Regions from separate parts of the Macaca mulatta genome. Here region 1 is linked to region 2. The links are chromatin contacts, called in public Hi-C maps. All regions are on one chromosome and are shown on one strand. The core of a region is the stretch at or near the end of the contact, and the rest is flanking DNA. Distances in the headings are between cores, read along the strand shown.

Evidence for each region. Hi-C and Micro-C count contacts between places; a contact is called where the count stands out from the background.
Region 1: a contact with region 2 is called in a Hi-C map of fibroblasts, with 2.8 times the contacts expected there. The contact joins two enhancer-like sites. A contact is called at or near these places in 4 of 14 Hi-C or Micro-C datasets (fetal cortex germinal zone, fetal cortical plate, fibroblasts and 1 more).

The regions. Positions count from the first base shown.
Region 1 is chr13:100,029,787-100,036,131 of T2T-MMU8v2.0, forward strand. No RefSeq gene overlaps it. Among named protein-coding and RNA genes, the nearest start is that of DNAJC27, 14 kb to the right of the region's middle. Within about 2 kb of position 3,500, at least 14 of the 40 cell types and tissues checked have an H3K27ac peak or open chromatin away from gene starts, as enhancers often do.
Region 2 is chr13:99,884,558-99,891,170 of T2T-MMU8v2.0, forward strand. It overlaps EFR3B (EFR3 homolog B), which reads right to left. Exons shown (of 23, transcript XR_013402981.1): 4 at 3,237-3,358. Among named protein-coding and RNA genes, the nearest start is that of POMC, 44 kb to the left of the region's middle. Within about 2 kb of position 2,189, at least 2 of the 40 cell types and tissues checked have an H3K27ac peak or open chromatin away from gene starts, as enhancers often do.

The DNA.
Region 1 (6,345 bases), core at 2,250-4,749, 150 kb after region 2:
GTAGTTTCTGATTGACCTTAATCATAGGGCATGGTAATACTAAGAGACACCCTAAGGGATCTCCTGTATTCCATGCATACTCTTCCTTACTTCCATTGTGGAGTAGCAGACTGATTTCATCTTGATAGTTTGGGTCAATCACCTTAGCCAGCACTGTAACTCCCTTCTTAGCCTGTTAAGAGGCAGGAGGAGCCCAAAGTGGCCAGTGGCAATCTTAACTTCCAGTTTAATGGAATAATTGCTGTGTCTCCTGGTGGCAGCATTCCTCCCACTGGAACTAAGACCTCTAGGCCAGCAGAACGTAATATAGCTGCAACAGGAAGCAAAAATTTTGCTAGTAGGTCACTAGGGGTGATGGTGAGTGGTGCCACTTCCACTTCCACCCCTTGATTCCTGGACCCACGAATCCTGGCTATGGGAAAAACAGTACCACATATTGGAAGCTGATTTGGGACGTATACAGCCTTCTGGGGAACTTTGCCCCAGCCCTGCAAAGTATTGTCACGTAGTTGGCGTTGTAATTGTGACTTCAAAAGGCTACTCCACTGCTCTATTAATCCAGCTACTTCAGGATGATGGGTAACATGGTAAGATCACCAAATTCCATTAGCATGAGCCCACCGCTGCATTTCTTCAATCATAAAGTGCCTTGGTCAGAGGCAGGGCTGTGTGGAATACCATGACGGTGGATAAGGCATTCCATGAGTCCACAGGTGGTAGTCTATGCTCTTATGCACAGAGTCTATAACATTCACCATGGATACTCAAATGATCCACCAATCAGTCCAGTGTGCTTGCTATTTCTTGCTCACTGGATCCAATCAGCACAATGTCATCAATGTAATGGACCAGTGTGATATCTTGCAGAAGGGGAAAATGATCAGGATCTTGTGATAACTCACTATCACGAGAACAACATGGGGAAAACCGCCCCCATGATTCAATTACCTCCCACCGAGTCCCTCCCACAACACATGGGGATTATGGGGATTACAATTCAAGATAAGATTTGGATGGGGACACAGCCAAACCATATCAATATCCAAAATTACAACATGTTCAAAACAGATCTTGTTTTAATAGCTCTCCTTTGGGGTCTCCTTATTTCTGTCAGAGTGACTGTCATCATTTCAGCCACTCAGGTTCCAGAACTTGGGGTCAGCCTTCACTCCACTTTCTCAGTTTGCTCCACACCTAGCAGTCACCAAGAAGCTGTTCCTATTGTAGTTTTTTCATCTCTCCCTTGCTGTCCATTCCTATTGCCATTGTCATCTAGGTATTTATTACCACATGCCTAGGAACTACTGGGCTTCTAATGGCTAACCATAATCTACTTCTTTCTATTCCATTTTTTCTTTTGTTTTGTTTCCTTTTTTTTTTTTTTTTTTTTAGACAGGGTCTCACTCTGGCAGCCAGGGTGGAGTGCGGTAGTGTGATCTCAGTTCACTGCAGCCTCAACCTTCCTGGCTCAAGCGATCCTCCCACCTCAGCCTCCTCAGTGGCTGAGATTACACATGTGTTCCACCATCCCGGGCTTTTTTTTTTTTTGAGACAAAGTCTCCCTCTGTTGCTCAGGCTGGAGTGCAGTGGTGCGATCTCGGCTCTTTGCAACATCCACCTCCCAGGTTCAAGCTATTCTCATGCCTCAGCCTCCTGAGTAGCTGGGATTACAGGCATGCACAAGTGGATAGGGTGGCTTGTTCTGCCCCACCACCATACCTGGCTACTTTTTGTATTTATTTTTTTAGTAGAGACGGTTTTGTCATTTGGGCCAGGCCAGTCTCAAACTCCTGACTTCAAGTGATCCACCCACCTCAGCATCCCAAAGTGCTGGGATTACAGGTGTGAGCCATCATGCCTAGGCTAATTTTTTTATTTTTTTGTAGAGATGGGGTCTCCCTGTGTTGCCCAAGCTGATCTTGAATTCCTGGGCTCAAGTGATCCTCCTACCTCAGCCTTCCAAAGTTCCAGGATTACAGGTATGAGCCACCACACCTGGCCTTTTTTTAATTTTTATTTTTTTAAGAGACAGGGTCTCTCTATCTTACCCAAGCTGGTCCTGAACTCCTAGTCTCAAGCGATCCTGCCTCAGCCTTCTAAAAATGCTGGGATTACAGATGTGAGCCACCTCACCTGACCTACTTCTGTGTATTATTGATACCACTCCTAAATTAGTATTTTTAAATGATGTTTTGTGCATGTTAATTGACTCTCCAAAATGTCTGTCAGTTGCCAAAGAACTGACAGTCACATGCACTGACCAGAACAAGTTGCACTCCTTAGCCTGACAATGTACTGCTTTATCAGAAGACCTGGCTTTCAGCCATCCGTTTCTTCAACAAATGCTAGCTAAGTTTCCATTCTGTACCAAGCTTTGTCCTAAGTGTTGGGAATATAAGTGAACTACAGAGACAGTCATTGCTCTCAGTGAACTTGCTGCCTGGTGGGGAAGACAGCCAATTAGATGAACAATTACAGTTCAGGGTGACAAGTGTTGTCATAGAGTCACTGCATGGGGGTTGTACAAGCTCGAGGCAGAGCCAAACTTGGGGTGCGTGGATACAAAACAAGTGTCAGAGAAGGCTTTCCCGGCTAAGGAACGTTCAACCTCGTTTCCCACTATTTCCCTTTTGCAACTTTCTGTTCCATTATTCATTATTCTTTCTGTATCTTATCTTTCCCTCAATGTCTATGTTAAGTTTCTTCTCGGATCTCATGCTCATGGTGGTCATCTTCTTAGCTCTGATAGCATTACTAATTGGTGCAGGGGCTATGCTAATTTGAATTTATGTATGTGTGTATACACATGTACATACACACCCATTAATTTGAATCATACAAAAAGTATAGAATATTTAACCATTTTTAGCCCACAAAAATGGCAATGCCATATGGTTCAACCATATGACTTGGAAACTTTCCCTAGAGCTATCCCTATATAAATCCACATACAAACTTACAGTTTAGCTTGAAGACATAAACTTATAAGCAGCCCTACGAATGCTCTGTCATATTTCCTACAGAGTCAAAAAAGTGTAAATTCTCATTTACATATTTTATATCTGATCACATATACACATATAAACCCACAAAACGACAAATTCATTCACAAACGTCCTCATATAGCACACATTCAATATGCACACACAAAGCCAACAGATGCAGTAGATGCTAATGCACACACTCTCTCACACACAGTCATTATAACCAACACATGAGTATACCCAGAGACCCCACACATATGCTTGCATATGCACATTTGTACCCAGATATATCCAGAATAATTCCCAAACTTAACAAAGCCAGGCACGTGGGCACCCTTGGGAGAATTTCACCCACTCACTTCTACCCTGTGTTTTTGCAGACCTAAAAAATCAGATAACAAGGTGATACAACTCTGTTTAAAATAGGGATTCATAAGCTTGGAGCAAGGATACGGAGAACACTACAGTGAGTAAAGAGCTTATGCTCTTACGCACGGAGTCTGTAACATTCACCATGGATACTAAAAGGCCTTTTTGGGCTTATGCCCTCAGTAAGGTTAATGAGGCATTAGTGTCTCCTGATCCAAGGAAGGCCTTTTTTGTTTGTTTGTTTTCAGTCCCTGCCAGGCCAGCTTTCGCGCTGGGTTGGGGAATGTGAAAGCCAGGGACGGAGAAGGTGGGCTGGAAGCAGTTATGGGTGTAAATTATGACAAGCAGCAGCCAGAGTTGTCCTAGGTGGACAGTCATGGTGGCAGGGAACTGGCTATAGCCGACTGAGATCTGAGAGTAGAGGAAGGGAAGACTCGTGAGGGGTGCGGGAGCGGGGGTCTGTTCCTCTGTCGCATGCGCGAAGCTTCACGGATCCAGTTTCCCTTTGGCTTGTTTCCCCACCATGCTGTCTCCGTCTGGTTTCCATGGACACCAAGAGCTATCACAGGCACAGCACAAGAAACCCTGAGCAGAGAAAACATCAGGCTGGGGCTGCGTATTTAGCTCCTAGGCCCTGTGAAAATTAGGAAGGAACTGTTTCTATAAACTTTTTTGAAGTGTGACATACTATAGAAGAGCATTATACAGATCATTAATGTGCAGCCCTCTGAATTCTCATGAAGTGAATACGCCTATGTAACCCCCACTCAGATCAAGATCTAGAACATGACCTGCACCCAGACACCCTCCTTATAGCCCTCTTCCATCATTATCCCCGAATATAACCAGAATCCTGACTCCTTGCTCATTGATTAGTTTGATCTGGTTTGAACTTTATATGATTGGAATCATACAGTAATACTCTTTTGTGCCTAGCTTCTTTAACTCATCATTACATCTGTGAGATTCATAGCAGTAGCATAGCATTGTATAGCATATTTAGTATTCTACTGGACGAATATACCACTATTTATCCACTCCTCCACTGCCGGATAAATGAGTTGTTTCCAGTTTTTTACCATTACTAATAGTAGTGCTACAAATATTCTGGTGCAAAGTGTATATATCTGATAAAGAATATAGATAAAGAATATATATGTAGAATACATAAAGATTTTTACAAATCAATAAGAAAAAATAAGCAACTCAATAAAACATTAGATAATTGAACAGGTACTTTTTTTTTTTTTTTTTTTTTGAGACAGGGTCTGTCTCTGTCACCCAGGCTGGGGTGCAGTGGTGGAATCACGGCTCATTGCAGCCTCAACCTCCTGGGCTCAGGTGATCCTCCCGCCTCAGCCTCCCAAGTAGCTGGGCTCACGGGCCCGCGCCACCATGTCCAGCTAATTTTTGTAGAGACAGGGTCTCCCTAATGTTGCCCAGGCTGGTCTTGAACTCCTGGGCTCAAGTGATCCTGCCCGTCTTGGCCTCCCAAAGTGCTGGGATTACAGGTTTGAGCTATTGTGCCAGGCAACAGGTAATTCATATAAGAAGAAACGACCTTTAAAAATACGAAAAGGCACTCAACCTCATTAGTCACCAGGAAAATGCAAATTAAAACTACAATTAGATACTACTACAAATGTCTAAGGAAGGCTAAAATTAAAAGACTAGCAAAATTGAGGGGCCAATGAAAATTTGGAACAGCTGGAACTCTCATTCACTGTTGGTGGGAGTGTAAATTGACAGCCACTTTGGAACACTGTTTGGCAGTACCAACCAAAGCTGAACAGACGTACTCTATGACAAAGCAATTCAACTCCTAGGTATATACCTCTTAGAAATGTGAGTACTATATAAGTAATGCTGATGGACTTTTACTGCAAAATGTTAAAATTGAGTTAAGCTGCCAATATGCATAATCAATCAGCAGCAGACTGATCATTTAAAATATTCTTTCAGGGCCTGGCATGGTGGCTCATGCCTGTAATCCCAGCACTTTGGGAGGCCAAGGCAGGTGGATCACCAGAGGTCAGGAGTTCCAACACGGGCCTGGCCAACATAGTGAAACCCAGTCTCTATTAAAAATTTAAAAATTAAACGGGTGTGGTGGCACACGCCTGTAGTCCCAGCTACTCGGAAGGCTAAGGCAGGAGAATCACTTGAACCCGGGAGGCAGAGGTTGCAGCAAGCCGAGATCATGCCACTACACTCCAGCCTGGGTGACAGAGTAAGACTCCATCTCAAACAACAACAACAACTTATTTCAGTTGTCCATTATAAGCAACATTGTTGGCTAGATGTGGTAGCTCATGCCTATAATCCCAGCACTTTGGGAGGCTGAGGCAGGAGGACAACTCGAGGCCAAGAGTTCAAGACCAGCCTGGTCAACATAGCGAGGCCTCGTCTCTGCAAAAAATAAAACAAAATTAGCCTGGCATGGTGGCATGTGCCTGTAGTCCCAGCTACTTGGGAGACTCAGCTGGGAGGATTCCTTGAGCCTAAGAGGTTGAGGCTATAGTGAGGTGTGATCATACCACCACAATCTACCCTGGGTGACTGAGCAAGACCCTGTGCCTAAAAAGGTAAAACAAAAACCAACATTGTTCGCAATTTTGAATTGTTATCCACAACTTTTTTTTTGAGACAAGGTCTCGTTCTTTCACCCAGGCTGGAGTGCAATGGCTCGATCCCAGCCCATTGCAAACTCTGCCCCCCGGGTTCAAGGAATCCTCCCACCTCTGTCCCCAGACCAGCTGGGACTACAAGTGCCTGCCACCACACTTGGATAATTTTTGTATTTTTTGGTAGAGATTATCTCATTATGTTGCCCAGGCTGGTCTTGAACTCCCGACCTTAAGCAATACACCAACCTCGGCCTCCCAAAGTGCTGGGATTACAGGTGTGAGCCATTGCACCTGGCCAGTTCACAACTTTTTAATATATCTCTCCTATATATTTACCCAAATTGTTAAAGAGAGCTGGGTTAAAA
Region 2 (6,613 bases), core at 939-3,438:
TGCCCTTGCCTTGGTACCATCTGGGCTCCAGCCCTAGGGTGCTGGGTGCTCCAGCTCCCCGTCTTTAGTACTTAGCTGGGGTTGTTCCAGCTTGGGCCCAAGATGTGAAACTCAAAATGCTACCAAGAACTGATGAAGCAGAATCCAAGACTGTGAGCAATTTGCGGGGGCAGTGGGAGGCGGATCCAGAAGGCGAGGCACAGAGCTGCAGGCTCTCTGGGGCACAAAGGGGTTTCAGCTTGGGGCTTAACCAGAGGGGAAACTGAGTAACAGCACAGCAGGAGCCCCTTTTGTACACCCCCAGTCTCTGCTACGCTAACCCAGGGTCAGCACAGCCCTGTGGGAGGGAGCCCTCTTTACTGGCCATTTATTTCAGCCTGAAGTTTCTTTCTTCCTTTCTTTTTTATAAAGCCTTTTTTCTGGTTATAAAATAATACATGCTAATCATAGAAAAGTAGAGAGAAGAGAAGATTTACCACTTCCACCACCACTACCACTGTTATCTTTGTTATCAGAGATAACTGTTACTGGCATTTTGATGTAATTCCTTTCTTCTGTGCATAATAGATAACAGAATTAAGAACCTATTGCATATTTGATCTGTAACAAACGGCTTTTTTTACATACATTCTGTGCATTTTCCTGTGTCATTAACTCTTCATAAACATGTCGAATGGTTGCCTGATACACTATCATAAGGCCTTTCTCAACTAGTGACTAGTAGTCATTTAAGTTGTTTCCAAACGTTTTGCTTTTTTTTTTTTTTTTTGAGATGGAGTCTGGCTCTGTCTCAGGCTGGAGTGCAGTGGCGCGATCTCGGCTCACTGCAACCTCTGCCTCTCAGTTTCAATGGATTCTTCTGCCTCGGCCTCCTGAGTAGCTGGGATTACAGGCATGTGCCACCACGCCTGGCTAATTTTTGTATTTCTAGTAGACACAGGGTTTCACCATGTTGATCAGGTTGGTCTCGAACTCCTTACCTCGTGATCCACCCGCCTCGGCCTCCCAAAATGCTAGGATTACAGGCATGAGTCACCGTGCCTGGCCAAACGTTTCACTTTTATAATAATGCTGTGATGGACATCATTGTATAAAATATTTTACTACATTTCAAGTCATTGCCATGACTGGAATCACTGAGTCAAAAGGTAAGAAATAAAAGGCAGCCAGATACAGTGGCTCACACCTGTAACCCCAGCACTTTGGGAGGCCGAGGCCAGTGTATATAGCTTGAGCTCAGGAGTTCGAGACCAGCGTGGGCAACATGGCAAAACCTCATCTCTACAAAAAATTAAAACATTAGGCCGGGCGCGGTGGTTCACACCTGTAATCCCAGCACTTTGGGAGGCTGAGGCGGGTGGATCACCTGAGGTCAGGAGTTCGAGACCAGCCTGGTCAACATGGTGAAACCCCATCTATACTAAAAATACAAAATTGGCCGGGCATGGTGGCAGGCCCCTGTAATCCCATTTACTCGAGAGGTTGAGATGAGAGAATCACTTGAACCCAGGAGGCAGAGGTTGCAGGAGCTGAGATCGTGCCACTGCACTCCTGCCTAGGCGACAGAGTAAGATCCTGTCTCAAAAAAAAAAAAAAAAAGAGGGGAAAAAAAAAAGAAAGAAATTAGCCAGGTGTGGTGGTGTGCACCTGTAGTCACAGATACTTAGGAGGCTGGGGTGGAAGGACAGATTGAGCCTGGGAGGCGAAGGTTGCAGTGAGCTGAGATTATGTGAGATCATGCCACCGCACTCCAGCCTGGATGAAAGAGTGAGACTCTGTCTCAAAAAAAGAAACAAAAGGCTCCCGATTTGCCAAAAAAACTGCCCCACCCCCTGCCCATGCGCAAGCCGCAGGAGAATGCCACTCTCACGGTGCCTGCGGCGGTATTGAGGATCTTATTTTAAACATCTGTTCTAATTTTATGAGTCCAAAAAATCCTCACATTTTGTAGCTATTTCAATTCACATCCTTTTGTGATTTTTGGAGATGAGCAGTTTTTCTCAAGGTTGAGTTGCCAGTTGCATTTTTAACTTCAGTTTTAACTGGGGTTGCCAGGGTGCTACCCTGGGCCTTACCAAGGAACTGTGACTGGAGGTGGCAGGAGCCTACGAACACCAGGATACCCTGGCCCAGAAGCCTTTAGGGCCACTGGCAATGGGCAAGGATTCCCCGGAAGTACCTGGCCACGCTGACCTGACCCTGACCACGTTCAAGACCCTGAGCTGGCAGCTGTCTGGACTTGGGAATGAACGACCAGGAATACTGTCTTGCTGACTTTTCTTGGTTTCAGTTTAAAAAGGCACTCCCCAAAGGACAACATATCCCCGGCGTGCTGGACTCGTTTGTCCCACCCAAGGGGGCCTGGCTGGCAGGAAACAAGGCCTGGTTGGCAGAAAAAATTCTACCCAGGGCTCCCTTATGTGTACATGTGAATTAATTTTTCTTCTTTTCCTACTTTGCACTCTTTCAGTCTCCTCAGAATCCCTTCCACAAATGCACATGATTCATTCTGTGACACCCAGAGCTGACCATGCCTTTCAAAAGAAGTTCAGAAAGATCAGGCCTGGGGGAGGAGGAACTTCTTACTCTTCCTATTTATTTATTTACTTATTTTTCGAGACAGAGTCTCACTCTGTTGCCCAGGCTGGAGTGCAGTGGCGCAATCTCAGCTCACTGCAACTTCCACCTCCCGGATTCAAGCAATTCTTGTGCCTCAGCCACCCGAGTAGCTGGGATGACAGTTGCGTGCCACCATGCCTGGCTAATTTTTTGTATTTTTAATAGAGATGGGGTTTCGCCATGTTGGCCAGGCTGGTCTTGAACTCCTGACCTCAAGTAATCCACCTGCCTCAGTCTCCCAAAGTGCTGGGAATACAGGCATGAGCCACCACACCTGGCCCTTACTACTCCTCTTAATGGGCACAGTGGAGATCTACCCATGACCAAGAGCCCCATGAAGTCTCTGAATCACTTGAACCTGGGAGGCGGAGGTTGCAGTTAGCCAAGACTGCGCCACTGCACTCCAGCCTGGGCAACAGAGTGAAACTCGGTCTTAAAAAAAAAAAAGGAGAAACCACATGTAGGGAGCTGGGTGCTGCCTGTCTGCCCAGCAACATCAGAGCAGACACAGACACTAACAAAAGCAGACACACAATAGCAGGTTGGAAGTTATCTACAGGACCCACCTTTGCTTCTGCTGTGAGCTGAACCACCCACCCTTGCCTTCCCCTACTCACTTAGTCTTGATTTCTAAGTCATCGTGGCTTGAGTGGCACATTTCACTGAATCGGGACACAAAGAAGTCATAGCTCCGGTGATAGGATGGGGTGTCCTCCTCGATGTTGGCAAACTTCACAAACTATCAGGGAGGAAGCAGATAAAAACACGAGAGAGGTGACCCACTGTGCTCCTCACTGCTGGGCATCCCCAGACCCCCTGCCATGGTCAAGCCATGGGAACCACGCATCCTGGAGCCAGCTTGGCCAGCCTCGCAGAGCACGCTGGGGAAATAAGTTCCCAATCCTGCTCACCTCTCCCGTTGCACAACAAAATTGGAAACCTTGGCCCTTCTCAGGCCTACCCTGCTGTGGGAGCAGAGGATGGAAGAGAAGGGAACATGAAGGGGTTCACGGAAGCACCTGCCCTCACCCCTCCATCCAGAACTGTGCAAACACAACGGGGTAGGGAGGCTGTTAGGAATAACACGGAACCTGAGTGAAAGCCAGCGATGAAGCAGCAGCACCACCCTCAATGAATTCGAGGACACAAGAACAAATCTAAAATTTGACTTAAAAATGTAATTACACTTTATTGTTAGAAACTGGAATTTGGTCAGGTACAGTGGCTCATGTCTGTAATCCCAGCACTTTGGGAGGCTGAGGTGGGTGGATCATTTGAGGTCAGGAGTTCAAGACCACCTGGCCAACATGGTGAGACCCTGTCTCTACTAAAAATACAAAATTACCCAGGCACGGTGGCAGGTGCCTGTAGTCCCAGCTACTTTGGGAGGCTGAGGCAAGAGAATCACTTGAACCTGGGAGGTGGAGGTTGTAGTGAGCCGAGATTGCACCACTGCACCCCAGCCTGGGCGATAGAGCGAGACTCCATCTCAGACAAAAACAAACAAAAACAACAATAACAACAAAAATGGAGTCCATTTTTTGAGTTTGCCATTTCAGTTCAGTAGGTCTTGATAGGCATCCTGGGCAGCTAGATTCCTTCTGCACCAGGATGCTGCACATTTGCAATTCTAAATAGGGACTTAATTTCAACTGAGTCCTGCAGAGAAACAACAATCATGAACTAAATGAAGTTAAATTACTAAATATTTAATATGATTCTTATGGGGTTTTTGTTGTTGTTGTTGTTGCTGTTTTTGAGATGGAGTCTTGCTCTGTCGCCAGACTGGAATGCTGTGGCGCGATCTTGGCTCACTACAACCTCTACCTCCCGGGTTCAAGCGATTCTCTTGCCTCAGTCTCCCGGGTAGCTGGGTCTACAGGAGTGCGCCACCACGCCCAGCTAATTTTTGTATTTTTCGTAGAGATGGGGTTTCACCATGTTGGCCAGGATGGTCTCGATCTCTTAACCTCGTGATCTGCCCACCTCAGCCTCCCAAAGTGCTGGGATTACAGGTGTGAGCCACTGTGCCCGGCCAGGGCTTTTTTTTTTTTTTTTTTTTTTTTTTGAGATGAAGTCTTACTCTGTTGCCCAGGCTGGCATGCAATGGCACAATCTCGGCTCACTGCAACTTCCTCCTCTCGGTTTCAAGCGATTCTCCTGCCTCAGCCTCCTAACTAGCTAGGATTACAGGCACCTGCCATCATGCCCAGCTAATTTTTATTTTTTGTAGAGATGGGGTTTCACTATGTTGGTCAGGCTGGTCTTGAACTCCTGCCCTCAGGTGATCCACCCACCTTGGCCTCCCATAGTGCTAGGATTATAGGCATCAGCCATCGCGCCCAGCCTGTATAGGTTGTTTTGTTTACTGTTATTAATCTAGTACCCCCAAACAACTAAAAAGGTTAGATTTACTATACAATATATTCTCCATTATTCTGCCCTGTATTATTATTTAATTTTTATAAACATGTGTTGCATCAAAAAGGATATGGTATTCTTCCCAAAAGTATCTAGTTAGTGGACTCTCATAATATTTAGTATTGTCAATTTGTATCTGTATTTAACGACTTAAAAGTTGTCAATAACTTTTTCTGAATGAAAATTAGCAGCTTCCACAAACATCATTAATTATTGTAGTGTTTTATTCTTACAATAATAAATAAAACAGCTATTTTCTGTTGACTGAGAGAATCCCAACATATAAGCAAATAAGGAGATCCTTCCTTCCAAGCTACATCTAAAATGGATTCATATATTTGGGAGAGAATATTCTGATATCAGCAATAAATCTAAGTGACATTGCTGGCATGCCTGATGTGGTGATGCAGAAGAGACACAATGGTGGATCCAATGGTAATCCATGCGATCAGAAGATCATCGATTACGTGCAAATTCAGGAGAGTTCCAGAAAGAAGGCTGAAGTCGGCCTTCGGCTGCCTGGCCTTCATAAGCCCCCAAGGCTGGAACACAGACTTGAGGTGCTGAAGCCATGAACCAGGTTTGGCCGAAGTTAAGGTTGGGTGCATCACTGCCCTTAGCCACCGACACAGGCAAAGTCTGGTCCAGTCAGGATGTCTGTCCACTCAGAGGAGACACACAGCTGTAGCAGGTTCTAAATGCAGATCTAGCTCTTAACTGGAGGTGTGGATTTTGAATGAGACATTTAACTTCTTTTTATGTTTTGGTTTTCCCATGTGCAAAGTAAGCAGCCCGGTTGTCACTAAGGTTCTTTTAAAGTTTCAAAAATCTGTACTATGTCTACTTCGAATATGATGAGGCAGATTAAGACTCCCCGTGTGTGTAAGAGTGCCTGCATTTTAGAATAAAAGAAACAGTGAAAAAAAGAAGCCAATAACAAAGAGAAAGAAACAAACACAGACTTTGTCCCCAGGATGTAGTGACTGTGTAGACTCAGATGTACCTCAGGAGAATGAATGGCCAAACTTTATGTTCACTGGTTTGGGAGTTTGTGAGCTAATGGCTATGAACATTTTAGAAGCAATTTTTTTTTTTTTTTTTTTTTTTTTTTGAGACAGGGTCTCGCTCTGTTACCCAGGCTGGAGTGCAGTGGTGTGATCTTGGCTCACTGCAACCTCTGCCTCCTGGGTTCAAGTGGTTCTCCCCACTCAGCCTCCCTAATAGCTGGGACTACAGCCACGATGCCTGACTAATTTTGTATTTTTAGTAGAGACGGGGTTTTGCCATGCTGGCCAGGCTGGTCTTGAACTCCTGACCTCAAGTGATCCTCTTGCCTTGGCCTCCCAAAGTGCTGGGATTACAGTCGTGAGCCACCCCGCCTGGCCTAGAAGCTTATATAATGTCTGGTACTACCCTAAGACTTGTACACACGTCATCTCTTTTATTTCTTAAAATGATTCTAAGTTAGAGTGGTTTCTATTCTCATTTTATAGACAAAGAGACTGACATCCACAACAGTTAGGCAACTTGCCCAAGGCCCTGCAGGAGGTGCCCGGTCCCCCACATCCTGCTG